Regions from separate parts of the Mus musculus genome. Here all the other regions are linked to region 1. A link is a contact called in public Hi-C and HiChIP or PLAC-seq data. All regions are on one chromosome and are shown on one strand. The core of a region is the stretch at or near the end of the contact, and the rest is flanking DNA. Distances in the headings are between cores, read along the strand shown. Region 1 holds the start of Dnajb12 (DnaJ heat shock protein family (Hsp40) member B12). Region 2 overlaps Mcu (mitochondrial calcium uniporter). Region 3 overlaps Chst3 (carbohydrate sulfotransferase 3). Region 4 overlaps Mcu (mitochondrial calcium uniporter). Region 5 overlaps Oit3 (oncoprotein induced transcript 3).

The links. Hi-C and Micro-C count contacts between places; a contact is called where the count stands out from the background. HiChIP or PLAC-seq counts read pairs in DNA pulled down with a chosen protein or histone mark.
Region 2: a contact with region 1 is called in an H3K4me3 HiChIP or PLAC-seq map of embryonic stem cells, with 11 read pairs. The contact joins the enhancer-like site here to the promoter of Dnajb12 in region 1. A contact is called at or near these places in 5 of 39 promoter capture datasets (cranial neural crest, embryonic stem cells, hippocampal neurons and 1 more), 6 of 115 datasets of contacts at active chromatin or transcription factors (all in embryonic stem cells) and 2 of 9 other capture datasets (adipose tissue and liver).
Region 3: a Hi-C map of B cells shows a contact between it and region 1, with 6 read pairs. The contact joins the enhancer-like site here to the promoter of Dnajb12 in region 1. A contact is called at or near these places in 2 of 39 promoter capture datasets (the C10 cell line and pre-B cells), 1 of 15 datasets of contacts at CTCF or cohesin (large pre-B cells), 9 of 484 Hi-C or Micro-C datasets (B cells, the HL-1 cell line, cerebral cortex and 6 more), 5 of 115 datasets of contacts at active chromatin or transcription factors (bone marrow-derived dendritic cells, craniofacial prominence, embryonic limb bud and 2 more) and 1 of 9 other capture datasets (pancreatic islet).
Region 4: a contact with region 1 is called in an H3K4me3 HiChIP or PLAC-seq map of bone marrow-derived macrophages, with 4 times the contacts expected there. The contact joins the enhancer-like site here to the promoter of Dnajb12 in region 1. A contact is called at or near these places in 8 of 39 promoter capture datasets (the 3T3-L1 cell line, the HPC-7 cell line, cranial neural crest and 3 more), 1 of 484 Hi-C or Micro-C datasets (nephron progenitors), 11 of 115 datasets of contacts at active chromatin or transcription factors (the NIH/3T3 cell line, acute myeloid leukemia, bone marrow-derived macrophages and 5 more) and 2 of 9 other capture datasets (adipose tissue and liver).
Region 5: a contact with region 1 is called in a Hi-C map of bone marrow-derived macrophages, with 28 read pairs. The contact joins the enhancer-like site here to the promoter of Dnajb12 in region 1. A contact is called at or near these places in 12 of 39 promoter capture datasets (the 3T3-L1 cell line, the HPC-7 cell line, cranial neural crest and 8 more), 2 of 484 Hi-C or Micro-C datasets (bone marrow-derived macrophages and nephron progenitors), 16 of 115 datasets of contacts at active chromatin or transcription factors (bone marrow-derived macrophages, effector CD8 T cells, embryonic basal ganglia and 12 more) and 2 of 9 other capture datasets (adipose tissue and liver).

Annotation. Positions count from the first base shown.
Region 1 is chr10:59,878,168-59,880,867 of GRCm38.p6, forward strand. It overlaps Dnajb12 (DnaJ heat shock protein family (Hsp40) member B12), which reads left to right and starts at 1,416. Exons shown (of 9, transcript NM_019965.3): 1 at 1,416-1,643. The coding sequence starts at 1,511.
Region 2 is chr10:59,557,500-59,560,199 of GRCm38.p6, forward strand. The region is part of intron 1 of Mcu (mitochondrial calcium uniporter); the gene reads right to left. Among named protein-coding and RNA genes, the nearest start is that of Gm40671, 17 kb to the right of the region's middle. Within about 2 kb of position 1,347, at least 11 of the 459 cell types and tissues checked have an H3K27ac peak or open chromatin away from gene starts, as enhancers often do. A contact at or near this core is called in embryonic stem cells, where this site is marked.
Region 3 is chr10:60,190,650-60,193,349 of GRCm38.p6, forward strand. All of the region lies in intron 2 of Chst3 (carbohydrate sulfotransferase 3), which reads right to left. Among named protein-coding and RNA genes, the nearest start is that of Chst3, 27 kb to the right of the region's middle. Within about 2 kb of position 1,327, at least 55 of the 459 cell types and tissues checked have an H3K27ac peak or open chromatin away from gene starts, as enhancers often do. A contact at or near this core is called in B cells, cerebral cortex, cortical neurons and 2 more, where this site is marked.
Region 4 is chr10:59,577,252-59,579,951 of GRCm38.p6, forward strand. The region is part of intron 1 of Mcu (mitochondrial calcium uniporter); the gene reads right to left. Gm40671 (a long non-coding RNA gene) reads left to right here. Exons shown (of 2, transcript XR_871744.3): 1 at 1-1,527. Among named protein-coding and RNA genes, the nearest start is that of Gm40671, 3.1 kb to the left of the region's middle. Within about 2 kb of position 1,405, at least 219 of the 459 cell types and tissues checked have an H3K27ac peak or open chromatin away from gene starts, as enhancers often do. A contact at or near this core is called in the HPC-7 cell line, the NIH/3T3 cell line, acute myeloid leukemia and 7 more, where this site is marked.
Region 5 is chr10:59,429,664-59,432,363 of GRCm38.p6, forward strand. It overlaps Oit3 (oncoprotein induced transcript 3), which reads right to left. Exons shown (of 9, transcript NM_010959.2): 5 at 1,230-1,352. Among named protein-coding and RNA genes, the nearest start is that of Gm36318, 11 kb to the right of the region's middle. Within about 2 kb of position 1,323, at least 127 of the 459 cell types and tissues checked have an H3K27ac peak or open chromatin away from gene starts, as enhancers often do. A contact at or near this core is called in the HPC-7 cell line, bone marrow-derived macrophages, effector CD8 T cells and 3 more, where this site is marked.

The DNA.
Region 1 (2,700 bases), core at 166-2,665:
TGGTTGCACAATCCCGATTGCCATTCCCATCGCCAATACATCCTCCCTATATCAAACATCTAATATTCAAACTTCTCAGAGGGAGTTCCGACCCAGCTAAGTCTCCATGGCAGTTCTCCCAACACTCACCCCTCCTCTTCCCCTGCCCACCTCCTTTCCAACCCTGCTCCATCCCTCCCTCTACCCCTGTGACTATTTCATTTCCTCTTCTCAGTGAGATTCAAACATCCTTTCCTGGGCTCTTTTTGTTACTTAGCTTCTTTGGGTCTGTGGATTGTAGAATGGTTATCCTGTACTCTATCTATGGCTATAATCTACTTATAAGTGAGATACCATGTTTGTTTTTCTGAGTGTGGATTATCTCACTCGGATGATCTTTTCTAGTTGTGTGTGTGTGTGTGTGTGTGTTTATATGTTTTATATGTTTATGTTATATATTTATGCTTTATATATATGTATATGTGTGTGTATCTGCAACTCGATGAATATATATTCACCGAGTCTCACTTGATTATAACAGCTGCTCTTTAACTTTTGTTTGTGTCTGTTTCTCGAGACAGAGTTTCTCTTTGTACCTTTGGCTGTCCTGGAACTCACTTTGTAGACCAGGTTGGCCTTGAACTCAGAGTCCTTCTGCTTCCCAAGGGCTGGGATTGAAGGCTTACACCACCATCGCATTGCACCCTTTAACATTCATTTGGTTTATTGTAGTTTCTTGTGAAAGACCATAGTGCAAGGGCTAAGAAATAGCCAGGAGATTTAGCCTAGTGGAAGTCATTGGCAACCTTCACTAAGTTGCTGTCACTTAAGTGGGAGGTAGGCTGAGCTGCATCCTGACTGGTGTGACTCTGTAGTGACTCCTGTAAACTCCTCCTTAATCCCCGCAATAACTCACAACGAAAATCCTTATGCGGAGCCTTTCCATCTGTTATTTCCTCCAGTCGAACCACCCTTCCTCCAATCACATGTTCCTGTTTCTTTAGAGTTCAGAGCCTGTAAAATGAGTTTCTGATATATTAAGCTATCTTAAATGGTAGCCCTCCCTTCCATCCCTCTACTTTTCGATATTTGCCTTGACTGTGTCACTATCTGAATGTTTCCGTTTACTTGACTTCTCCCCACCCACGAAAGCTCTGTGAGGACACGGTTTTGTTTTGATACCACTGCCACATCAGACAGCAGCGTCTGACAATCGGTAAACATCTGTACGATTCACAGATAGTCGGACTGGAACGCAGAGGCTACCACCCGAACGTGCGCGCACACTCAACTTCAGCATTTGCGCTCTAGAGCGCCCGCGCGTTCTAGCGCCTCCGAACCGAACGCCCCTTTCTTAGGAGACATACGGTAGGGCTTCCGCCCGGGTTCAACCCTCACTCAAATCCCGGGAAGGAGGGGCGGAGGGTTATGTCATCCTTCCGCGCCGGCCTGCCCCGCGACGCGCCGGCGGCTGGCGCAGCCCTTCGCTCGCCCGGCCTCCCCCTCCCTGGTTCCGTGCTCGGGTTCCGCCATGGAATCCAACAAGGATGAAGCCGAGCGCTGTATCAGCATCGCCCTCAAGGCCATCCAAAGCAACCAGCCCGAGCGGGCGCTGCGCTTCCTGGAGAAGGCGCAGCGGCTCTACCCGACGCCACGAGTCAGCGGTGAGTGGGAGGCGCCGCAGGGACCGAAGGGGGCATTAGCACGGATCGGGGGACCACGGGAACGGACCGACGGGAGCAGTTGGCGGAGGGGGGAGGGGTGGCGAGGCGCGGCTACGCCTGCGCACTGGCGCGCGCGGGTGCTGCTGGGATTCGTAGTCCAGCGGTGCCGCGGTCTCTAGGATGCTGGCCCCCTGGAGACCCCCGAGGGCCCGGCTCCCAACCCCTTCCCAGTGCTTGTGGAGGCCTCTGGAATGTGAGGTTTCTGGGAAGGAGACGCGCTGGGAGACCCGGTGAAGAGGACTCTTGTGGACGCGAAAGCGAACTACTTCTCCCAGAGGGCTGTTCGGTGGCTCAGGGCCACTGGCCGGCCTGGGAAATATTATAGTTCAGGAAAATAAACATAACTATTCTAAGGGAGAATGGGTTCTAGAGAGGGAAGGAATTCATTCGCTCCAATCAGAGAACCCTTAGCGAAATAAGACATTCCAACTCGCAGTCCTTCCTGCAGTCTCTTGAAAGCGGTGTTTCGGAGTGGATGGATTGTTGAAGATCCCAGTGTCAGCCACCCTATCCCACCTTCTTCCTCAGCAAGCCCGGGTGGCGGGTCTTATGGACTGCTACGGCTGCTGAGCTCCAGGTAGCTAATAGCCTAGGTCTGAGACCTCCCAACCCAGGGAGGGAATAGTGATCTTGTCTTCGCTACCCAATCGTCTCACTTTACCTGGTAACCTCCCCCTCATTTTTGCGTTTGTAACCGAAGTGACCAAAGAAAATTTTAATACCAGCTGGGAAGGAGAAAGACACAGGATTTGTTTCTGTGGAGTTAGTAAACTCTCTGACATGTAGCAGACTTTCAGAATTAAGAGACCCACATCTCATCGTGAGCTTGGGTTTCCCCATCTGGAAGTTCAGGAAGTTGGAACAGATAATGTATATAAACAAGAATACCCATAGTGCTTTTCTGTGTAGAAAGTTCTTTCTCGTGTGTTTTGCCACCTGATCCTGTAAAGTCAGGAAGACAGAACACCACCCTTCTATCTTCTCAAGATGAGGAACT
Region 2 (2,700 bases), core at 97-2,596, 320 kb before region 1:
GGCTAAGCAGATAAAGGTGCCTGCCACAAAGCCAGATGACCTAAGCTTGACTCCTGGGACCCACATAGGAAGCAGAGACCTGAGTTTCTCAAAGCTGACCTCTACCTCTGTCTGTGTGTTAGAACACACGTGTGTCACCCCCTTATCCCCACCACCACCAATAACAACAACAAAGAATGTAAAAAAAAAATCTGAATTCTGTAGCTTCATATCTGACACGCTTTAATATTGCATATTATCATGGGAACTTATTTTTACTTCCGTTAGTTCTAAGAAACAACAAGAACTACCTTATTTATCCACAGAGCTTTGCACTTGGGTCTCCTAAGTATCAAATAAAACAAATTAGTATTCGAGGTTCATCTCTTGAATCAGGATTTAGAAATATTCAGGAGTACTAAAATGCCACTTTATAACCCTCTAAAATTGACATTACCTACCCTTTTTAATAGGCAAAGTCAATACTATGGCGCACATCCTATCAATTATCCCGGCTTGGTGTGCATGTGGAAACATACAGTTTGTGCCCATCGCTGTGCTAATTACATCAATATAAGCAGTGAAGAATCTGTAACCACCCATGCAGTTGGTTCTCTATATTTTCTCGCCCTTGGAGGTGCACTGGGAAGAATGGAGAGTCAGAGGATCCTGCTGCAGATTCATTTACACAGTTTATAAATCACAGAGATGCGAATTCTGAAGGCAGATCATTAGTAAGAAGTAAACTGCACAAATCAACATTTATATAGTTTAGTCTCCTCATCAAAATGGAATTTGGGAAAAGTCAGTCTTCCAGATGACACAGAACTTTCAAGGGCAGCAGGCAAGGACAATGGCTACTGTATAATATCAAAAGCACTGGAGATGCAGCTCGGTGGTGGAGCATCTGCATAGCGTGTGTAAGGTGTGAGTTCAGTACCTGGCAGTACACTAAAATCAAATCACAAGTGGAGCCGTGTTATAGAGCTAGACAAGGTTCTCTGGCCACAAATGACTCCATCATCTTAGTATCTTAACACCCCTCCTCCATGAAGACAGTCTGTAAGCCGTGCCTGGCCTGGATGTCTTCCTACCAATGGCTACTTCCATTCTGTAGGACACAGAGTAAAAAGATTCAGACTCATTTTGTGATTTAAAATGGGTTCCATATTAAACCTGGAGGCTTTTAGGGAATGTCATCTCAGGATGGGATCCCTGGTGTGCTGATTGCTTCACACTGAGAACACTTGGAGGCCAGCCAGTGCAAAAAGAAGCTTTTCTCAGAAATTCCAGGAGGGTGGAACACCTTTCAGGCACAGCAGGGGCATTACCATGATAATCAGAGCGGCTATGAGGACCTCCCAAGATCCGGCCTGTTTTCTCCCAAAAGAGGGTACAGATAGGTTCGTGAACCTCACCTGAGACTCCAGCCACTCCACCATCCCCATGTCCTCTCCTCTACCCCAAGTTGTATATAATTCTGTCCTGCTGGATATGTTCTTGGATGGAACAAGCGGTCACCAGTTGAGAAAGTTTAACCAAGAGTGGACTCTCCGTAACTTTTGGCAAGTCCTGCCTCTGCTGGGTGGGGCTTTCCAGTGATGTAGCTCTCTTAAGTCACCCACACACAGTCCTGTAGGTAACCCCTCTCCTCCAGTACAAAAGCTTGGGGCTGGCAAGCATAGGGAATGGTTCAGCGACTCCACTTGGTCTGGGCTAGGCACACAGGCCTCTGCTAATACTGCACTTGGCAACCTGAAGGCCTTACCTGCAGGTACTGCACAAACACAGCCCTCTCCAAACATGGAATACATTTCTCATACTGAACATCAAATCTGAGACAGAACACTCTGTTCGGCTATGAAAATGAGATCAACCAAACTAGTTTTGGTACACGAGCAATAAGTAAACTATGCTGGTGTAAGTGAAGTTTTAGAAAGAACCCACTATTTGCTGTCTTATGTCTGAGTGAGATTAGGTATACATGTGATAAAAAAAAAAGCCAGATGCATTATGGGAAATTCACAGTAAAGAAATAGATACATAATGCAATCTATCAAAGATAGAGAACCACCCAAAGGATGCCCCGAGTGACTAAACGGCAAACGGCTCCCTTTCCCCTTTTTTTGGTCCCATTCGGAGAAGCCACAGACATTTGGGGCCTTGAGAACCTTAGCCCATGGGATCTGTTGTCAGTCTTGAGAGTGTGTTCCTGTCTAATCTATACTTGCTTCACTGTGAATACAATGTTATTGTCACTTTTGTCATCTAGGTAACACATTATTTCAACTCTTTGAATAAAGAGGCCCTAGGCCTGGACTCAATAAAGTCAGTGGATGAACTTGGGTGGAATGTGTCTCTGGTCTGTTGCTGATGCACCTATCTGGCTTGGGTGAACAGACATTTGTTAGCCTCAAGAAAAGCTCAGCTGGGGCTGGAGAGATGGCTCAGCTGTTAAGAGCACTATTCTAGAGGTCCTGAGTTCAATTCCCAGCAACCACATGATGGCTCACAACCATCTGTAATGGGATCTGATGCCCTCTTATGGCGTGTCTGAAGACAGCTACAGTGTACTCATTATACATATAAAATAAATAAAATCTTAAAAAAAAAAAAAAGAAAGAAAGAAAGAAAGAAAGAAAGAAAAGAAGAAAAAGAAAGAGAAAAAGAAAAGCTCAGCCAACACATCCCAGCCTAAAGCTTAGATCCAGAAGGAAAAAA
Region 3 (2,700 bases), core at 77-2,576, 310 kb after region 1:
CTGATGACAAGCTTTCCCATCTTCCCTTCCCCACCTCTTCCAGTGGCTTTATATTTTGAAGTCATTAACCCAGCCTCCTCTCCCTCACAGAAATGCAGGGTTCCCAAGCACTGCCAGGAAGAAGGAAGACTGAATACTGGTATGGCGTGAGCAGACTGGCAGCTCTGTCACCCATCCCTGGTTGGATGTCCCCTCTGCAGCCTTGAGAGGCCCAAGGCCAGGTGACTATCCAGGAGAGGGAGGAATGCGTGAGGACCCCAAAGCCAGGAGTTCACAGGGCCAAGAAAGGCGAAGAGGGCCCCGGAATGGGACTCACTGGGCAGAGACTGTGGCAGAGCTTGCCCTGCAGGACGCCCTGTGTAAGAAGTGGGCTATAACATGGTTGAAACTTCATGCTACTTCTCTTCCAGGGTTGGCAAGCACATGCTGGTCCTGAGATCCTTGCCTGGCTGGAAATCCCTGCTGCCTCTTCCCTTGATGGCCTTCCCAGCATCCTCTACTCCATGGCTCTCAACTCCCCAGCCCCACTGCCAAGGTGCCACTAAAGGCCAGCCTGCTAACATGTCCTTGTCAGTGCTGAAAGATGCCAGGACCTCATGCCCAACCCAGCTCTGCCTGGGCACAGCCTGCTGGGTACAAACACCAGGAGCAGTAAAAGAAGATGTCGGCCGGGCTGAGGTTCTCCATGGACACTTCTATTTGGTGAGGGCCACTGTGCGTCTGGCCCTAGCGATGTTGGGAGCCACAAGAGGGAGCAGCATCCAGCCTTGCCGTCTGGGAGGTGGCAGTGGGTATAAGCTGGGAAACATTCTCATAAGCCACTCATAGTAATCAGCCGCACAGTTCTCAAGAGGATCATCCTCCTGCCTCATATTTCTCTCTGGCCTTTGTGTCTCAGTCCTCTCGTTCTGCAATATCCTTTTTTCCCTTAAAAACACCCTGGGGGAGTCCTCAGTCACCTTCTGTGAGAGGGTGGCCCTTGCTACATTTCAACCTGGGGACTGCATGGTGTGCCCCTCCCTCTTCCTCTCCTGCGCTCTGGCCGTTCTCTACTAAAGCTTCCTCTGGGATTCCCTGGGGGTGCGCTCTTCCCTCACTCTTCTTAGGCGATGGTGGCCTCCTTTTCACGCATCTCACTCCTCTCTTCTGGTCCATCAGCACAGCTGAGTCTTCTGGTTCGCATTCCGTCCACATTCCTCTCCCAAACTCTCCCCGTCTCCAACACACGGGGGCGCCTACGAGCACCTTAACTCAGATACGCGAACGCGGTCCTGATGTCGAGAGCGTCTTAGACACCCAGCCCAGTACTCCGGGTGACTCTAGCTGCTGAAAACCCTTCGTGCACAACTCAGAGCAGAACACAAGCCCTCCAAGGCCCTGGGGATGGGAGCCACACCTCATTCCCAGCCTTTATGGGCACCATCTGACCCCAGCCCTTCCCACTATTCCCCACCCGGGGGCGCATCCTTTCTGGTCTCAGCACTGGAGTTCGTTCTATTTAACATGTGCCCAAGACCATTCTTCTTCTTTCAATAGAGCCCAGAGAAGCCAAAAAAATCCCTATTCCTCCTGTGCTGACTTAGCATCCAGAGCTCCAAGTCCTTCCCTGAGCCCCTCCATCACTTTCTCTTTTTCATATGCTTATTTTCCTGGATGCAAACGTTCTTTTCCACTGGGTCAATGATTTTGTGTAACAGGTGAGACTGGATAGAGAGACAGGAAAGTCAAGGGGATGTGAGAAGTGGAAAAGGCCCCTCCCCCACGCGATCTAATTTAGGTTCTTCATTCACCCAACTGATAAAATCAGTACAGATTGCTCCAGGGGCAAGACCCATTTTTCTAAGATATCTCAAAGGTGTTATAAACAACAAATGAGCCATGCTTGCTAAAGAACACGGCTGTAGACCTTTGTAACTTATCCACACTCCTGACCACCACAGAACACCTTACAATTCATTTCATTAAACAAATTAAAATTGTTTAAAATTAAAAAAAAAAAAGCCAAGCAGACTGGAGAGATGGCTCTATAGTTAAGAGCACTGACTGTTCTTCCAGCAGTCCTGAGTTCAATTCTCAGCAACCACATGGTAGCTCACAACCATCTGTAATGGGGTCTGATAACCTCTTTTGGTGTGTCTGAAGAGAGCAACAGTGTACTCACATTAAATAAACAAACAAACAAATAAATAAGTAAATCTTAAAAAAAAAAAGCCAGGCATGGTGGCACATATTTTTAATCCCAGCATTCAGGAAGCAGAGAAACAGGTGGATCTCTGAGTTCATGGTCAGCCTGATCTACTGAGCTAATGCCAGAATAGTCAGGACTACACAGAGAAACCCTGTTTCAAAAAGCCAAGAAAGAAAGAAAAAGAGAGAGAGAGAGAGAGAGAGAGAGAGAGAGAGAGAGAGAGAGAGAGAAGAAGAAGAAGAAGAAGAAGAAGAAGAAGAAGAAGAAGAAGAAGAAGAAGAAGAAGAGAGGAAGGAAGGAAGGAAGGAAGGAAAAGAAAATTACATCCTTTGGATACTATAGCATAAAGTCATGAAATCATATGTTTCTGATAAGACACTGAACCTAGTCTCTCTCTCTCTGACTGTCCTTGCTTAGACTCCCGTGTGTGCTCCCGTGGTTTCTCTCATAATAAGCCTAGTTCTGTTCCACACAGACCTATTCTGAAACGATTTTTCTGGGGTGCAATCAAC
Region 4 (2,700 bases), core at 155-2,654, 300 kb before region 1:
AAGACAAAAAAGAGTAACTTAATTATTTTTAATTATAAAACTACAATCCAGGATAACTTCCAAAAGAGTGGTAGGGCATAACATCTCCTTCTTTAAAAAAATTGTGTGTGTGTGTGTGTGTGTGTGTGTGTGTGTGTGTTTAATGTATACTTTTTTTTTTTTTCAGGAAGGGTGTCATGTAGCCCAGGCTAACCTCAACCTCCTATTGCTACTGCTCCTGCCTTTTAAGATCTGGGATTTCAGGCAAGTGCTACCAGGCCTGGCTCTGAAATTTGAAAGCGTCCTAGGGACACATAAAAAAATCTGAAAATTGATCTGGGGTAAACACTTTTATTCCATCTCTCAGCCTGCTTGCCCATCCTGTGCATCTGCAGCAATGCCAGGACCACTGAACCTCTTAACTAAACAGGAAGAGCTGCTAATAATGATTTTCATAAGACCTACAAACACTCAATGTGCCCCGCATTCTAGCACATTGGTGACGTTCACACCAATCTGCTGCTTGCCAGACTCATCTTTTTAGTTTTCAAATTCCACGTCAAGTAACAATAAAGCCCCCTAAAATTTTTAAGTAAAATTGAGAGGCCTGAGCCACTTAAATAACCCCAAATCCTAAACTAACACTTAGTAAGATTAACAGTGGAGGAAGAGGGTGTGGCTTGGGGTTGGTTCCATTTACAACCTATTGACTGAAGTATCTTAGCAACACTTTCCCTAAACACTCCCAGAAGGCAAGAGTGGGTCAGAGTCCCGCTTACTCAATATGCATTAAGGGGCCAGCCCTTGGTCTCTGAGGATGTAACAGAAGCCATCTGAGGGACAGCAAAGATGTCTGCTTTAGCAGGAAACATTTTCACGAGAGATAGCAGCCTTTTCTCCCACTCGCTTCCTTTTAGAACTAGCATCCTCTGACATTACAGCCATGCTAGGCAGCAGCAGTCAGGGAGGAAATGAATCACAGAAATTAGTCAGGATTTCCTATTTAGTTACTTAATAATCCAAACCCGGAGGCAGGAGGTAACCCTGAGCAAGCAGAGCGATCTGCCAAAGCCAGGCTTTTTCTAGCACTTAAACAAGCTAAAGGCAAAAGGGAAACGCGCATATCCAAACCCAACGTCCACGTGTGCACTTGGGTCTGAAAGCACATGTAGGCACACACAAGAGGATGTGTCTTCCTGCCCACCACAAAGGCTGATGGCTGACATTCTTGGAAGACAGGCTAACAGGAGAGAGGCAGAACATGTATATTTCATCATAATTTTACAGAATTGAAGACCCAAAGACCAAACGAGAACCACACATTTTTTTTTTAGGCTTAGGTTTGCTGACTCACAGACAGCCATGTTGAGTTATGAGTAGACCAAAAGGTATGACGGAAGGCTAAAGACCACAGCCTGCCCAGATGTTTCTTTTCCTCCCTGTGTAGTACTTTGCCCTCCCAAGGCTGGGACAAGACCGCTGTGAGCTGGTCTACATGGCCTTATCTTTATGGCTAGCAGAAGGACAGATCAGCAGGGGAAGATTAAGGTAATATTTGTAGGTTTTATGGCTGGCTTTGGAAGAAAGGGCTCTGGTTTCTGTGACCTCGCTTGGGGAGGAGGAATGAATTCTAGTTTCTGTGCTTTGCCTTGGGAGAGAATGAGGGAGGGATGACACACAGGAAAAAGACAGGAAATGAGCGAGAAACCTTCGCACACTGTTTTCTGAGCTCCAGCATATGAAAAGGCTGATACACCTAGAGATTTCTAGTCACTGACTATGGTTTGGATTGTTTTTTTTTAGGAACTTCGAGGAACAAGCTGTGTGTTTCTGTTGGTACACAGGTTTTTAGAGACACGGTCTCATGAAACCCAGGCTTACTACTGAGCTGAGGGTAACTTTGAACTTCTGATTTGCCCGTCTCATTTTCTGCAGGACTATGGGCAACACCAAGCCTACTTTATGCCAGGCAGGACATTGAATCCAGAGCTAGGCAAACTCTGGGATATATCCTCAGACCTAAGTTCTTTATGTTGTAACTGTTTTAAAGTATTATTGTTTATTTGCAAAACAAGAGCATTGCTTTACAACTGTTTTTTTATAGAGTAATATATATTCACTATAAAAGCTAAAATTGCATGCAGACATACATAACAGAAAATGACTTTTCTGCAGTCCCATTAACTATAAATGCTTTAAACTCAAAACTGTGTCATGTTCTATTATTATAAACTCTCAAACGTGCAGGATTCACAAGGTATTATGCAGACTCAAGCACATTCTCTGCCTCTGCTGGGAAACTATTGGTGTTAAAACAGTCTAGCAATGCACAGCACACACTCGTCACAGCTGGTGCTTATAAGTCCTGTGACTAAGACCTGAGTACCAAGGCAGACCACTAAGTTCTGAATCTAATAGTGAGTGGCTACTACCTTCCTATAAAATTATCCTCTTTTTTTCTTCTAAATACACAAATTCTAAATATTTAATCCTTAAAATATACTGGTACCCAGCCATGGATACAGTGCGGCAGCTGGATCACAGTCCATGTTCAGTATGTTATACTTCTCTTAATAGAGGCCAAGTTGGTCTGTGGTCTCACTGTCATAGGAGATGTGAGGAGGACACTCACATGTCATTGTCAGATGTTTGTCACATTGCAACTGAACCACGTCACATTCCTTTACAGTTACAGTACCGTGTGAGGATCACACATGGAAT
Region 5 (2,700 bases), core at 73-2,572, 450 kb before region 1:
GGAGTCTATTAGAACAGGAAGCCTGCTTGGGCGGAAGCTAAGGAGGCTTCTAGGGGGATGCTTTCTCCTCCGTGCAATCTGCACTCTTGGCTCTTCTCCAGGAAAGGGCTTGAAGCAGGTCAATGAATACAGCCAGGATCCCTAACTCCCAAGATGATGGTCAGTGATGCTCCTCAAATCATATTCTTTGGGCAGGGAATAGTGTGGTTAAGCCTCTGTCCAAAGCCTGTCCTAAGGGTGGCTGGCATGACTCCACGGGATGAGACATCCTAAGGATGGACTTTAGCGCCCTCACAATTCACTTGCAGCACAGCTGGAAGATGCCGCTGACATAGGATTAAATGGCACAGCAAAGCTGCTGTGTTTTGACATTAGTTACTGCCCCATTAAACAGGCATAAACAGTGTTCCCGCACTCCAGAAGCCTTCCCAATTGTCCTCGAGCTACTCAGCCAACTGTAAACTCAGACTATAAATTCCACTTTAACTTAATATGAAGAAGAGGTCACTTTTCTGTGGCCTTCCTAAGTCCATGTTCTCTCACCCTGCAAACACCCCGAAGGACACTAGGTACTGTCAGAGTCCCCATCTGTGAGCATACATCTCAGCATCGAGACGTACAAAGAAATCAGACACTGGTGCTCGGTCCGAGTTTGCTGGGTGATGGGATGAATAGCCCAGTCACCAAGAACTGGGGAACAGTTCTCAGGACACTATTGATGATGGGGAAGAATTCGCCATTCATCATTATTCAAGCTAGGCTTGGCCCCTGGAATCCTGCTGAATAAGTCAATACTTCTAACTGAGTAGCAGTTGCACTGTTGGCTGTAGAAATCAGAGACTGACTCAGGCAATCAGCGAAGGAGCGTTAGCTTTTCTGGACTTTAAAAAGAGAGAGCGTTCCCCACTCCTGTCTGTTTATGAGACAAGGTCTGACTGGGTAGCTCCGGTTGACTTTGCTTTCTTAGGCAGGGCTCTAGCCTCCATCACCCAAGTGCTGGGATTACAGATTGAACCGGCACACCCTGGGGGTGGGGGAGGGGGAGGGAGGGAGGGGGAGGGAGAGGGGATTCTCTGTTGAACCATTCCTGACTGCTGACTCAGGGGACACTTGGTGCTCAGAGGGACAGGGTTCTGAAAGATAAGAATCTTACAGTCTGGAAGGAGAGAAGGCAAAGGTGGGAGGGAGGGACCTCCTGTGATTCAGAAGGGATTCAACCCTTGCCCTACCTTGGCAAGTGTGATTATCTTCAGACAGCACCAAGCCCCGGGGACATTCACACTGATAGCCCTCCTCAGACCCAAGGCAGGAATGGCTGCAGCCACCATTGTTGTTGTGACAACCTTCGATGTCTGCAGAGGGAAGTGGCAAAGATAAGAGTCCCGTCCTGTAACCCGTTTCTGCGGAAATTTCAGCATTAGTCACCAGAGATTATTCTTAACTCATGACACAGTCTCCTGTGCTCTAATGTGGTAACTGGTGACTAGGCAAACCCACAAAAATGTTCACTAAATGTTATGACTGCCAAGAGTAATGCACCGTCCTCAGCAACAGCTACTGAAGCTCTCCGGACATCTGTAGTGTCTTTCTAGTTTTCTTATGATTAGAATGAGGTCATAAATATGTATAAGGCTCAAAGCCATTGCTTAACTGTTGTAATAAATGTACACATAAGTTAAAATTTTAGAGACCTATTGATGGCTGAAAAGGGATTGAGTAAAAGTTCTGGACCTGCTGGCTGGGTCAGCGTTGCTGCAGAGCAGTTGGATCATTGGCCCCTCTCCTAGACTCTCTAGGAATAAGAGCACCAGATATAGAAGGTCTTTGTAGGCTACGGGGCTGGAGAAATAGCTCAGTTACAGCGTTTGCCTACCATTGCCAAGGCCCCAGGTTCCGCCCCTGCTCCAGCATGTCAATGACCACAACCTTAATCCCCAAAATGACTTTTGTGGGACTTGGACTTATCTTTTAGGTTGAGGGCTGTCAGATCCCAATCTGCTACATGGTGTCTAAATGAAGGTTTATTAGCACGCATAGGCATGACTGTTTGCAGATCATGATGGTCTATGGTTATTTTATTTATTTACTTTTCACTACAAGGGCAGAACTGGGTAGTTCTGATTGATTCTGGATGGTCCACACAGTATTTACAAAACTGGCCTTTATGCCAAAGTTTTGTGCTCTTTTCTAAGAAGATGGAAGGAAATGTTTCAGATTATCTAACATGCTCAGGGAGAGATGGAATCTGATGCCTAAGGGTGCTTAGGAAAAACAGGTTAGTGGGTCATCAGTAAGTTGACGTAGTATATCAGTACTTGGGCAATGGAAGTGACTAAAGTTGTAATGAATTAATCTTCATTACCTGCTTAGAAGCCCACCTATAACAATTAAAAGAATTTATGTAGTGTGTGTGTGTGTGTGTGTGTATGCAACCATGTGTGTATAGAACCGTGACAGTTTGTGTGTGTGCATGTGTGTATAACAAAGACAGTGTGTGTGTGTGTGTGTGTGTGTGTGTGTGTGTGCATTGTGCAACTGTGTGTACAGGAAAACCACAGTGTGTGTCTGTGCATGCTTGCCTGTGTGTGCCTGTGTGCCTGTGTGTACATGTGTGTGTGTGTGTGTGTGTATAGCAAAGCCACAGTGTGTGGAGGTCAGAGGACAACTTGTGGGTTCAATTTTCTCCCTCTACCTTGTGGG